Regions from separate parts of the Rattus norvegicus genome. Here region 2 is linked to region 1. A link is a contact called in public Hi-C data. All regions are on one chromosome and are shown on one strand. The core of a region is the stretch at or near the end of the contact, and the rest is flanking DNA. Distances in the headings are between cores, read along the strand shown.

Region 1 (2,700 bases), core at 131-2,630:
GTCCTCAACTCCACGGAATGTCACACTAATGCCAGCCACTCAGGTTGGCATTCGTCTCATTTCTGAACACGACCCCAGTGGACTGGAAGGACAAAGTGACGTTTACTGTGTAACGTTCGTCTGGAGTTCTTCCTTGAGCCCTAAGGTAGATGGGATGTCAGAGTGCTGCTCCTACTGGCCATGTGTGGAACTGCACCTCTAGCCTGTTAGCTACTGCAGAAAAGAAAGATGGAGACCCGAGGACTCCAGTCTAGACGATAAACCCATGCAATGGTGGGAAAGTCCCTTGGAGATGTAAGGCGTCATTAGATCACATAGGACCTTGACAGAGACCACAATACCCAAGACTCCAGGCTTGATCAGTCCCTTGGCTCTATGTTTTCAATTGTATTTTAAGAGGGATAACAGCTTCCTTCTTTCCACCCTCCCTCACCACAAACACACATGCTGTAATGATGATAGCTCATAAAATCAATACAATTCACTTTGCTGGAACTCACCGTGGCAAGAGTTTGCCAGGAAATGACTCCTAGAATAGCCAGTGCTGTCCCGTCCCTTCGACAGGCAAGCACAGCATATTCTAGAGGCTCTGGTGAAGAGGAGGTCTGAACATCAGAGGCACTCTGGGTTCTGACAGACCCCCGCAGAGATGGGAGTGTCCTATGTCTGTTCTGTTGCAATCTGATGCCACCAGTCCTGTGTGGAGAGTGCTGGAAATGACTTGTCTGAGTGAATGGGGAAAGCATTTTCCCTTTAATTTAAATCAGAATAGCCATGTGTGACCAGTGGCAGCCACATGGATTGGCATGGGATTGGCTCTGATCATGTCTGTTCTCTTAAAACTATCCAATAGTTTTTGTCACTGTCACCAAACTGGCCTGAATTCTTTCCCTATTAGCCAGACCCCAGAAAAGGCGTCTAAGTTCAGGCCACTTCTCCATCACCTTCTTCTCTCTAGGCATCCCCAGAAGTCAAGCCAGAGGTCAGTACTATTATTGGCTCCCCAGTCTCTTTGAAGAACCAATCTACTCTCTATGCTTTGGAAAGTCTCTGTCTGTCTCTGTCTCTCTGTCTCTCTCTGTGTGTCTCTCTGTCTCTGTCTTTCTGTCTCTGTCTCTCTCTGTCTCTCCCTCTGTCTCTCTGTCTCTGTCTCTCTGTCTCTCTCTGTCTCTCTGTCTGTCTCTCCGGTGCTGGGAATTGAACCCAAGACCTTGCGCATGCTAGGCAAGCACTCTACCACCAAGCTACTCACTCAGGCTTCTTTGCCTTGGAAAAACTCTGATGTCTACTACTTGGACAATTTTCTAGAGCAGAGCAGAGGCACAAGGCTCAGCACAGGCATGGACTGATGTGTGCCCTCTGGGCTGAGCGAGCAGGGCAGTGGTAGCCTCACAATGTCTCTGCTTTTCCCTTCTGAAGCAATTGGAGGCCTAGGCCTGGCTGGGCCTGTGGGATCTATTCATCTTGTTCCAAGCCAGGCTCTGTAAATTCATTCAGGAGCTGGGGGAGGAAGGAGAAGGGGAGTAACAGGGGCCTGGAGACAAAAGGCACTGGGCAGTTTGCTGTTTGTGGCCAGACTTCTGGAAGGGAGGTGATGAGGCAGGCTGAGGGGCTGGGCTGGTAGTGGGGGACATCCACTGGAGGAGGTTGGGGCTATCCTGGTTGCCTCTCCCATACCCTCTAGAAATTCTGCCCAGCCCCAAATCCTGCAGCCTCTACCTGAGTAGGTCAGTTCTTATCTCTCTCTCTTCAGCTGGCTCTGAGGGAAAAGAGACCAGAACAGCAACAATCGGAGGGAAAGAAAGCTGGCAGCATGGAGCCTCTTTCCTGGAATTTCCTTCCCTCCCTGCACCCCTCCTCCCCATCACAGGCAGAGCACAAGGGCTCCTCTGGTCCCAAGGAGAGCAACCAGACAGCCAGCCACCACCCAGTCCAGCTACAGAATTAAAAGAGCCGGGCATTTGGCTCTGGTGGTCAATTTGCATATGATTTGCATACATCTGCATACCCCCCACTCCAGAGGCCTTCAGTCAAAGGATGTGAAATGAAATAAAATAAATTAATGTAGCCTACCATAGCCCCATACAGAGGGCTTGACACTTGTCAGAGATGTAACCAATGCTTTAAGCTGTCAGTGTGTGGGGGGTAGGGGGTGGGGAAGGTAGACTTGGCTAGGCAGAAGGAAGATGGACTCTGTTATCCAGCTAAAAAAAGCTCATGACAGACTATGCCTCTAGTTTAGAGAGCCACAGGGACACTTTCATGGATGGCCCCAGCCTGGCCTGGTATTGTCTCTCTTCTGGAAGCTGTCTCCTCAGAAGAACCGTCATCTCCCCCAGCATGATGACTGCTGGGGGCAATGGAGCGCTTTGGGGCCTGTGGTCTCTTACCATTTCTAATTCTATCCCACCAAGGACAGTTCCTATCGGACCATGGTTACCTCCCTCTGATTCCACCCAGGAATGAGGGAGTGTGGGACGTGACTCCAGTATCAGCCAGAATCTGGGTACGTTTGTCCCAGTCTCTCACCGTTTACAGTCTGTGACAGCCAAGCAGCCCTCATAGCCTGTGAGCCCACAGACAACACAACCCATGGCAAGTTGTCCTGCTGGCCTTGACTGGGTACCGTGGGCTCAATCAAGTGTGTAGGTCTGTAGGGCATGGGTGGAAGACACCAGAGCTGGTTCCAACTTGGCAGGG
Region 2 (2,700 bases), core at 175-2,674, 95 kb after region 1:
CAAGTTCGACTTCCACAGCATTTAAGGCCCACCAGAGGGCGGCGGTGGGCAGGATGCCCCTTCCCCCCAGGCAGCCCCAACCAGGCACACTAGAACTGCCCCGCACTGCTGGCTCTGGGCAACCCTTTGAGCTTCAGTTTCCTTCCATGTGGTCCAGCCTAGCCCATGACCAAGCCTATGCAGGACACACACACACACAGACGCGAGCCATGCTGTTGGACCCCCTCCAGCCCCAGATGTGATCACAGTTCCCTGCCCACCAGACACTCAAGTTCCCTTGATCTGCACCTGCTCCCAGACCAAAAGCTTACAGGACCTGAAGTACCGTGCTTCCACGTGTAGGTAGGTACACTCCTGCGCAGATATAACAGAAATACAGTCACCGACTGTCACACAGCCCTCTAGAGAACAGCAAGCAAACCGGGATCGGCGTGAACTGCCACACCTCAGACTTCCTTAACAGGCTCACACATGCAGCGTCGCTCACACACTTACCCTCATGAAGGAGTTCACACCCCCAAACACTCAGACTTTCTCTCTCACCCTTCCATGTAACTGATCTGGACTCGATGTTACCTCTCACACATACAGACCCCACACACCATCACACAACCACATCTACATGTACTCCCGTGCCCTCTCCACACACAGCTGATTCTCGGACACTCACAGACCCAACAAAGACACACACACACACACACACACACACACACACACACACACACACTGGCACAGACCCACGAGGGCTTTCTCCAAAAGAGCTATCTTCTCCTGCCAAGCTTCGCTGCACGGAAACCCTCCTGAACTGTGCCTGAGACTCCCAGAGCCACCGGGGCTCGCGCCCTTCTCGGTCCCTGCGCGCGTCCCCCGGCCCCGGGCTCCCGCAGGCGACCGCACACTCACCGCGCGCCAGGTCCAGGATCGCGGCGAGCAGCAGGCAGGAGGCGCGGCGGAGGCTTGGAGCAGCTCGCATGGTGCCCAGGAGCTGACGGCGCTGGCCGAGGCGGCGGCGGCGGCGGCGGCGGCGGCGGCGATCGCGGTGGCGACGGTGGGTCCCCTCGCCATGGGCTCAGAAGCGCTTATGACCCGGGCCGCCGGCCGTGGCGGTGACGGGCAGCGAGGGGCGCCGCGGGGACGTCCTCATGCTACCGTGGTCGGGCCGCCAGGCTACCCGGGGCTGCTCTGGGCTGTACCGGGATGCTCCGGGATACACCACCAGGCTACTCTGAGCTGTACTAGGATGCTCCGGGCTGCACCAGACACACTGGCTGCTCTGGGCTGCACAGGACCTGGCTGGGGAGCGCAGCTGCTCTCGGCTGGTCGGCTGCTCCTGGCGCCCACGGCGGCCGGAGTCGGATCCGTGGCGGCAGCGGCGGAGTTTGGAGCCGAAGCTCTGCCCGCGCCGCCGCGCTCTGCCCCGCGCTCGCTCTTCTCGAGCCCCCTCCTCTCCCTCCTTCCCTGCCGCCCCGCCCCCGTCCCCCCGCCCCCCGCACCGCGCTCGCTGCCGTATTCTACAGACTTTTCTTTAATCCGTTCTGGGCTGTTCGGCTCTCGTCCGCTAAGCCGATTTATTGCAGAGAGGAGAACTCGCCCCCTCCCCCTCGGCTTCTACCCTCTGCCCCCCCCCTTCCATCGCATCACAACTGCTTGCTTGTGAGCCGCATCCTCTCATACACACACACCAAGCTTCGCTCCACCCGAATCACACCCCCCCTTCCACCTGGCAGTGTCCCTGGACGCCCCTTTCCTCGGCTTGGTGAATGCTAGCACCCTTCCTCCCTCCAGGAGAGAGGTGCTTTGCCCGGAGGGATGTAGGTCCTCAGGGCTGGCTTTGACACCTATGAACGTCTTCCTTAGGGGCTTCAGGGCTTTAGTGTTCCATAAATGAAGGCTACTCTCCACCCCGCACCCCGCGCAGTACAGCTGCATTGTGCGTGCATGCAGGACCCGGCAAGGGAGGGATGGACTTTTTCTTCGGTCAGAGACCAAGATGTCACCTTTTTTTTTTTTTAAATCAGGCCTGACACCTGAGCTCCTCCACCTAAGAATCGGGGTGGGTTGAAACTTGTGTCAGATCATTGCTTTGATGCACACACACACACACACACACACACACACACACACACACACACAGCATTGACCCTGGACTCTGGGATCTCCCACGTGAGGAGGAGGCAGGTGCTCCTAGCTCTTGGAGTCGGGGTGGGGGGGCTGCTGCTGCTGCTGGTGGTGGTGGAGCTACACAAGGGACCAGAAGTTAGACTGACAAGGTCCAGAATGAACAACAGAACCAGTGAGTGAATCTGAGCCCCCAAACCAGGACCCAGATCTGATGCTACACTCTCCCAAGAAGTCCCAGCTCACCCAGCTTCACTAAGCTGCTGCGTCCTTGTTGCTCAGTTTATTCAGATGGGCAATGGGTACATTGCCAGGCTCACTCGCTCCACTCCGTGTGAGAGGGGTGGGTAGTGAGTAATGGCTTGGCAGGTGCTGCTGGGAGAGACTTGTGCCAGGATACCCCACGGAGTGACCCACTCCCCTCCTTTACCCTCTACAGCCTTGGTGGCACTCGGCCTTTCAAAGCAGCTAGCTGCAGCTCAGGCGTGCCCAGCCTCCCAGCTCCAGGGGAAGAGCGATTTGCATTTATTTAGATCTGAGCGAATACGTTCACCTGACAGGCTTTAGAATGATCCTCTCAGT

What was found. A called contact is a pair of places that touch in the nucleus more often than the background predicts.
Region 2: a Hi-C map of prefrontal cortex shows a contact between it and region 1, with 2.8 times the contacts expected there. The contact joins the promoter of Igsf21 here to the enhancer-like site in region 1. A contact is called at or near these places in 1 of 12 Hi-C or Micro-C datasets (prefrontal cortex) and 1 of 1 datasets of contacts at active chromatin or transcription factors (oligodendrocytes).

The regions. Positions count from the first base shown.
Region 1 is chr5:157,698,606-157,701,305 of GRCr8, forward strand. The region is part of intron 2 of Igsf21 (immunoglobin superfamily, member 21); the gene reads right to left. Among named protein-coding and RNA genes, the nearest start is that of Igsf21, 95 kb to the right of the region's middle. Within about 2 kb of position 1,381, at least 44 of the 93 cell types and tissues checked have an H3K27ac peak or open chromatin away from gene starts, as enhancers often do. A contact at or near this core is called in prefrontal cortex, where this site is marked.
Region 2 is chr5:157,793,866-157,796,565 of GRCr8, forward strand. It overlaps Igsf21 (immunoglobin superfamily, member 21), which reads right to left and starts at 1,425. Exons shown (of 10, transcript NM_001271454.2): 1 at 904-1,425. The coding sequence starts at 973.